Linked DNA regions of Rattus norvegicus: region 2 is linked to region 1. A link is a contact called in public Hi-C data. All regions are on one chromosome and are shown on one strand. The core of a region is the stretch at or near the end of the contact, and the rest is flanking DNA. Distances in the headings are between cores, read along the strand shown. Region 1 overlaps Ltbp1 (latent transforming growth factor beta binding protein 1). Region 2 holds the start of Ltbp1 (latent transforming growth factor beta binding protein 1).

Evidence for each region. Hi-C and Micro-C count contacts between places; a contact is called where the count stands out from the background.
Region 2: a contact with region 1 is called in a Hi-C map of Schwann cells, with 5 times the contacts expected there. The contact joins the promoter of Ltbp1 here to the enhancer-like site in region 1. A contact is called at or near these places in 6 of 12 Hi-C or Micro-C datasets (the A7r5 cell line, the Rat2 cell line, Schwann cells and 3 more).

Annotation. Positions count from the first base shown.
Region 1 is chr6:25,803,478-25,807,533 of GRCr8, forward strand. All of the region lies in intron 31 of Ltbp1 (latent transforming growth factor beta binding protein 1), which reads right to left. Among named protein-coding and RNA genes, the nearest start is that of Rasgrp3, 95 kb to the left of the region's middle. Within about 2 kb of position 2,389, at least 8 of the 93 cell types and tissues checked have an H3K27ac peak or open chromatin away from gene starts, as enhancers often do. A contact at or near this core is called in Schwann cells, where this site is marked.
Region 2 is chr6:26,175,798-26,179,934 of GRCr8, forward strand. It overlaps Ltbp1 (latent transforming growth factor beta binding protein 1), which reads right to left and starts at 1,504. Exons shown (of 34, transcript NM_021587.2): 1 at 708-1,504. The coding sequence starts at 1,183.

The DNA of each region.
Region 1 (4,056 bases), core at 1,139-3,638:
TCTAGTTGTTTTATGCCTTTTTCTAGAATATAGCACACAGATGGCAAGATGGCTCAGTGGGTAAAGATGTTTTCTGACGAGCCTGTTGACCCAGACCCACAGGCTCTCAACACACATGCCACTACGGAACATGAAAACGTGAGTACACTCGTACACTTGCACACGCGCGCATGCGCACACACACACACACACACGATAAGTAAATATAATAAAAGTTCAGGAAATGGCTTCAGCCGTGTTCCCTATCAGACTCTGTAGGTGTGTTGCAGTTGGGAAATGCCTGCAGAGTATTTTCCACTGGATAGATGTATCACAGCTCATCAATCAGCTCCATACACAGTCGACTCCATTTCTCCTTATTATGTTTTGTGTTCTATCACTCAAGCACAGGATGAGCTCCCCAAAAGAGACTTGGTGACTCCAGTATTGATATGCATTTGTCTCTTCAGATTGTTTAGTTGCGATATAGAAGGACAATAATTCTAATATGTTGATCATTATTAAAAGATGATTGAAATGTATTCCTTTTTTGCCACTGCCGTTTCCACTGAGACATTAGCAAAAGATCAAAGTGAACGCCACTCTGACCAATAATACCAAAGCTCTCAAGAATGTTTCCAAGGAGGATGCATGTTGTAGTCCAACAGACTACCAACAGGGGGCACTCTTCCAACACAGCAGTTATCCCAATTAGGTAAGCTCCTGAAATGCATACATTTTAGAAGGGAGGACTCTATCAAGGCTTTACTCAGTTACCTTACAGCATGGCTTTCTGAATGATTTACTCATCAGGATTAAAAATTTTTAAATAGTATAATTATAAACACTACAATTCCTGGGTACTATAAAATCTATTGTACAAATGTGTCTATCTTTCATTGCTTACAGAAAGATTACATATATATATATATGGTTACATATATATATATATATATATACATATATATGGTTACATTTTTTCCAAAAACGTTAAGTTTATACTTTACTTGGGGAGAATTATTGGCTTTAACCCATTAGCCAACTGGATATATATGATCCATTGGGCCTGCTAGCATGTGAGGGAGGACCAGCTGACACTGCTTTGATCTAACGGCAGCATCTAACTTCTTGATTTGCAAGCCTAAGTGCTAACTCTAAAACGATGTCCCACTGCCTGCATTAGCATACCACATGAGAGCACGGAAAGGTTTCAGCTTTAATTCTCCACTTTGTCACTTTCATGTTTTAAAAAAAAATACTGTGCATTTCGAATGCACTTTGAGTTCTTGGGGAGTGAGGACTCGGGCCACACAGAACCAGTTCCAACAGAGTCTAGAGGCAGGATGCTTAGATCTGACTCTGCCCATGAGCAGGGCTTGACAATGCAAGCTACCCTCCTCAGCCTCAGCCACATCTCTTCCAGCAGGAGGCAGTGGCTGTGTACCTAAGATAACTGGAGAACCAGATGCCTTTCAACAATTCCTGGCACTGAGACCCATGAAAACCAAGCAGGAAATTTCTAATCAAAGATCCCACATTCTGATAACTATGAGTTCCTTCTAGCATGGCATGGACGCTTCCCAGGGTGCAAACCATGTCTGCCCCACTCTCTCATCTGAAATATGGATATGTGGCTTATTTGGTTTGAACTGGTTTTCTTAACAGCCTCGCCTTTCAGACTCTCACTTAACGTGAGGGCGAACAGATCAAATATTGAGGTTCTCCCAGAGGAACCTCAGCTACTGACATTTTAAGAGCGGGTAGAGAAGGTGTTTTGAAAGTGAGAGGAGGAGGAGGAGGAGGTAGGGTGGGAACAGGCAGGGAGGCCTGTGGAGTTCTAGAAGCCAGAGGTTGTTAGCACAGGCCAACCACACCACTGACACAGCCCCTTCACCTTACCACCAATAATCATGGGCTTTCCTCTGGGCCTGACATTTGGCCCCTTTAACTAGCTGGGGACGGCCATCGAATCCAGAGTGGCCCCCGAAGGTGAACAAAATTACACAAGAACATAGTTCTTCTCATGTGAGGGTCTTCTACTATCTTCACTCTCCCGTCATTCCTCCCCCATGCAGTACCAACACAAAAGGCAGCATCTAACGTCTGAGAGCCACATGGAATGGCCACTCCTGCAGCCTCCACCTGCCAGTATTCCCAGACTTGCTGCTTGAGCAGGAATTAATGCCTTGACCTATTGGACCAGAAGTGTGAAGGCCTGTTCTGAGCCAGAGCTGTATTTTACACTGCGCTTCAGTGCTCAAAGCTGATGGCAGACACTGCGATGTATTCTTCAAATTCTCCCAGCACTGTTTCCATCAGTAACGGATCGTTCCCCAAAACAGTGCAGCCCTCCTTCAGAAACTGGAAGGTTCAGTGTTGGCAGGCTGGGGCTAATCCGGCGTTTGAATGAACAAAGGACAATGCTGCCCTTCACAATCGTCTGGACATGCAGAAATCGTGTGTTTAAAGGGCTCAGACAGAATTCTGAACATGCAGTTTAAAAGCTCACACATTCTTTGGTTCCTCTGAAATGCTAGTGACTATCATTCATCATGGGAGCAGGTTTGGGCATCCTCAGATGCTGCTTAGTGTCTCAAGGACCTCATTCGCTGTTGGACCTACAGAGGAGGCATGTTTCCCAGGGCTCGTCAAAATGCAGAATCCTGTACTCTCATCCCTACAACCTCAGAACCCAGGCTGGAGTTCAGATGAGACTCCTGCCTCACTGGCTTGGTCTTTATGGAGCAGCAGTGTAGGAGAGAAACGTGTATAACAATTATTCCTACATTGGTCGATTCATGTTCAGGTGTTAGGTAACTACATCTTTTTTTTTTTTTTTTGGTTCTTTTTTTTCGGAGCTGGGGACCGAACCCAGGGCCTTGCGCTTCCTAGGTAAGTGCTCTACCACTGAGCTAAATCCCCAGCCCCAGGTAACTACATCTTATAAGAGCCTTCGGTTTTAGTTACAGTAGAAAACACCTTTGACTTGAATCTAGTGTGTATGTCTGTGCGTGTGCATGTGTGATGTATGTGAAGGTGCCCGCAGAGGCAAGAGTATCAGATCTTCTGGACCTAGGGTTACAGATAGTCGTGAGCACCTGACATGGTGCTGAAAACCCAACTCTGAGTCCTCTGGAATATCAGCAAGTGCTCTCTCTCGGTCATTGATCTACCTCTCCAGTCCTGATTTGAATATCTCTTTTGAAAACCCAGTCAGTTACATATGATTACCCAAAGTGCTTGACTCGCCAGTCACAGGTAGTAAATATAGCATTACAGAATCAGGCTCGAGACAGAATAAAATGTGGCTCTCCACAAGCACTCCCCATAGAGCATCCATGCCTACAAGCACAGCGTAGTCCAAAGGGCGAGGGCTGCAAGCAAATTACGCATCTCACACCTACAAATGAGCAAGGAGACACAAACCCAAAAGCAGCAACAAGATAAACACAAGTCACCTGTCAGTGTAAGACCTTCAGATCCCCAGAAACAAGGGAAATGTATATATAATATATATTTACCCACATGATAGGAAGAACTCTTTAGGGACTTCATGTGTGGTTTAGGAGTAGAGTTTGTGTTTTATCCAAGGCTCCATTCTCAACGTGAAAGCATTCCCCAGAGTCAAAGAACAACTTCAAAGCTATAGCATGTCTGTGGTGGCATGGTGACTAGTACCCTGTGTATAAATTTTCCAACGTCACATTAGTGGAAGTAATGGTGTCAGATAAAAGTGAATGTGGTCCCCGGCCCAGTGTTATGACTTGTGGGAGTTTTGTCCCTGGGAAGTCCTATCAGTCCGTACACAAAGGTTCACTATAGCATTGTTTACAATGGAGAAGTCAGGGCTGGGCTGAGAAAGGCTATGAAGGAACAATTAGAATAGCAAGCAGGAAGCAGGGATAAATAAAGCAGGCTGCATAGTCAGAACAGGTTCTGCCCAACTCCCCTCCGTCCTAAAACACCACCAACCACTATCTTAAATATGCATTTAAGAGAGGTGGTGTTAAAATCTACAAAGTGTGGCTTGTGGCCTTTTAAAATGCCATTGCTGAGGAGGTGAACCTGGTTTCAGAT
Region 2 (4,137 bases), core at 254-2,753, 370 kb after region 1:
CCAAATTAAAACAGTCAAAAGTATTCTTCATATTCTCTAGGCCCACTTTGCTTCACTGACGCACCCCCCATCCCCCCCCCCCCCGCCAAAAGAGTGAGATCACCCTGAGGATCCATCCCTGGGAGTTGGGGGAAGAAGCCAAATGTCCAAATTAAGTCGCCCCCATCCCAACTTGTGATTAATGGGGAGAAAGGCGTGCAGTAGGGATATTTAGCAGCACCGAATAACAAACTTTCCAACCCCTACTGCGGTCCATGTGGAATCTCATCCCAACCTCTTACCAATTTAGGACCCACAGGTGCCAGGAAACCCAAGTCTACAATTTCTGGGATGCTCAAGGAGAGCTTTAGAGCTTTAGAGCCAGCTTTCACTCACAATCCCTTTTTCATTAGGTAAACCAAAATAAAAAACCGAGTTGCAAGAAGTTTAATTGATGCCTTGGGATTAAGCTGTAGTGACTTCATGTTTACGCCCATAGTCTAAGAGCTGAAGGGTTTGCGCACAGGAGGTTACGCCCCGGGAAAGAAATAAATGCCTTTTGTGTTTCCCTGCAGCTCGGTAACAATGCACTCGGAGTTAAACACCAGTAAAAAAGTGAGCGGGCTTCCCCCGCGCCCACCCCTTCCCGCAGCGCCCCCGGCGGGGAGGAGACGGTGCACTGGCCCCGCCGGGTCCCAGCGCGCGGGGCAGGCGGAGCGTGGGCTTACCCCTGCAGCTGCTGCTTCTGCTGAACCTGCAGTCTGGAGCCCCCGGAGCTCTGCGTGTCCTGCTGCACTTTGGAGCGCACGACTTGCCTGCCATGTTTGGCGAAGCGAGTGACCGCGGTCTGAGCACCGGCCTTTGAGTGGAGCTGCCGGCTGGGCGCCCCCGGACGCGCGGGCTCGGGTGGCAGCGGAGATCGGAGCCCGGGCAGGGCCGCGCCGCCAGGCTGGCTGGTGCGCCGGGTCCGCTCGGCTGGGGGCCCGGCCAAGGAGCGGCTGGAGGTGGCTGTTGAGCTCCGGCTGTACCTGGCGTCCAGTGCGACGTTGAAGGTCCGCGGGGGCCCAGCCAGAGGCAGGGTTCCGGCCGGCAGTCCCGGGCCCGGGCGCACCACGTACGTGATCCTCCGCACCCGGCCGTGCGCAGACCACGCTAGCAGCCCTGCCCAGAGCAGGAGTCCCCACCTGAGCCAGGCTCCCGCCATCGCGGGCAGTCTCCGGCCGTGCGACTCGCCCTGCCCCGGCGCACTCCCTCGGTATCCCCGAGGACTCCGCGGAGAGCCTGTGCGCCGCGGGGTGGAGGCCAACTGGGTGGCCGCAGGGAGGGAGCTTTGCGGGCGGCTGAGCGGCAGCGGACCCCAGCCGGGAGCGGAGGCGAGCAGGGGGCGGGAGCTGGGGTGGAGAGGAGGGGAGGGGCGCGGGCTGCTCAAGGTGAGGGTCCCCTGGCTCAGCCGGGGTGTCGCCGGGTGCTGCTGAGGTGCTATGGGCGCCGACCCCGCGAGGGTGGGCGAGGACGACCGTGAGCGCTGGACGCTCAGAGGCAGCCCCGGCTGCAAAGTCTTTTAAAAGTTTCTTCTCCCCGGTGGAGCCCTGTGTCAGATCTGAACAGCCAATCTGCGGCAGACGTGACGTCAGGCAGCAAATCCTAATTGGGGAAAGCTTGAGATGAGCCGGAGAATGAGCCGCCACCCTCCGCATCCAAAGATTGGGACTGTGGGTCGAGTGGACAAGGGTTCCGGCTCCCCAGTCCCAGGAGAAGACAAAGAGCTCAGCAAGGTGAGGGAAGAACGGCCCTTTCCTTCTAGCGGCCGAAAAGGATTCGAGTAATAACAGTTTAGAAGTGTTTTACCCGAGTTTGTTTGGATACTGTCTGCAGGAGTTGAATTTGAACACTAGGTCCGGTCCCAGAAAAGGCTATCCCAGGTAGGGCAAGCTGTCCATTGGAAAGTGATTATCTCTATTAGTCGGAAGGAAGGTTTTCTTTAGGACTGCAACCTCCGGAAGACTTTGTGGTACCCTGCTCCTGGCATTGGAGGGTCAAGAATGCGGGATGGGCAGCAGGGGGCGCCCATGTAGATGAAGAAAAAAGCAGAGGCTGCCCAGCCGGTGGTCCTCGCAGTGGAACGGAGCATTTAGGGATTCATTCTCTCTCTCTCTCTCTCTCTCTCTCTCTCTCTCTCTCTCTCTCTCTCTCTCTCTCTCTCTCTCTCTCTCTCCTCCCCTCCCCTCCCCTCCCCTCCCCTCCCCTCCCCTCCCCTCCCCTCCCCTCCCCTCCCCTCTCCTCTCCTCTCCTCTTCTCTCCTCTTTCTCCTGCAAAAGAGACTTTGAAGAAAACCAGGTAATGGCATCTTTACTGCTAACATCTGAATTAAAACAATGTCAACAGAATGAATGCTATTTTTACATGACTGAAATCAAAAGTCCATTAAAATAACTGTATATTTAAAAAAGAAAGCGCCAGAGACTGGAGAAATAGCTTGGTGGGTGGTTAAATGCACTGGCTGCTCTTTCATCGGACCTGAATTAGATTCCCAGCACCCACATGTTAGTTCACAACCATCCAAACCTCCAGCTCCAGGAGACTTGATGCTCTCTTCTGACCTTCAGATGCATATATACATATATATACATATATATATATATTCATGCAAAGCAGTGACACACATAAAATAAAGGAATATTTTCAAAAGTGAGCTAAAAGGGGCTTTTTCCCAGCCTTGGGTTTTCTCACACATTAGTACTTTTGATTGTCGTTTGCTGGCTTTCTGTGCACCAGCTCAGGACAACTGGTAGCAAGTGAGACTGAGTTAAGAAATATTGATGGTGGGAAAACTCATTTCAAGTTGAGGAAGCAATCTAGTCACCTACTTCAATCTGCATATGGCTGACATGCCGGTGAGTATTTGATCTGAGAAGACTGGGCCTGGAGGCCTGAACACAGGCTTCCAGAGGGAGCACTGTCTGAGAGCCACTACCATCAAAAAGAAGAAAGAAAGAAGGAAAGAAGGAAAGAAAGGAAGAAAGAAAGAAAGGAAGAAAGGAAGGAAGAAAGGAAGGAAGAAAAGCTCTGGATGAAGGAAGGAGACCTGGACTACAGCATAAAATTATCACTAATTTCTACAGTCCACAGGCATTTCACCTTTACTCTCGGAAGCTCTGCTTTCTCAACACACACATACACACACACACACACACACACACACACACACACACACACACACACACACAGACCAACTGGGTGAAAAGTCCTTCCCAGCCCTAATAGCTAGGGTATCCTGTCCCTCTGTACAGCACAACTCCACTCCAACCTCAAAGCTGGGTCAAAGTGAACCAGGTGAAAGGAGGGGTCAAGACACTGTCTGGTGTCTGCAACTTTGGGTTCTATGTGAAAAAATACAAGGGAACAAATGCCTACCCAGTGCCTGCAGTGCAAAAAGCCAGCAGATACACAGCATCCTTGTATCTATCTGGAGTTACAAAGTATCCTGAGGCACAAAGGCTCTGTATAAAGGAAACCTATCTGGTTGGGGAAACAAGATCTAAATGAAGCATTAAAGAAGATAAACAGCTGAATTAAGCAAGGCTTAGAGAAAAATAACCGAAATTTCACAAGGCACTATTTGATTTCCGGGATCCTATAACATAGTATATCCCATAATTCTTTGTCATCTTGTAGACAATTCTTAACAAAGAATATTTCCTGGCCGCAAGTCAAGCCTGCCCCGGTGAAGATTTTAGGTGTCATATAGGGATTTTCTAAGCAGCTGGGTGCATTGCACAGGGAGTGGGGCAGGAAGCAGGAGGCAAGGGAGGGGAAGGCAGTCCATGGGTGGGAAGGGAGGAGGAGAGTGGACAAGGGAAATGACCCAGGCAGCATTACCAACAAGAAGTCTTTACTAGTTTCAGTGTTGGGTAAGCCTTCCTGGCAAGTGTCTCCCAGGTCCAGGATTGGCCGGGGGGGGGGGGGTGACATATATCAACACTGCTTCCAGGACAGAAGCAGCTGTTTACAGACGGCACAGCTGGGAGCAGACTCTGGGAGCCTAGCCTCCCTACTTTGGGCAAGTCATTCCACCTGTCTGGATCTCAGTTTCTAGAGAATCTGGGGCTCTGCTTGTAATCGCTGTCTTTGCAGTAAAACTGGTTTTCACTCTGATCT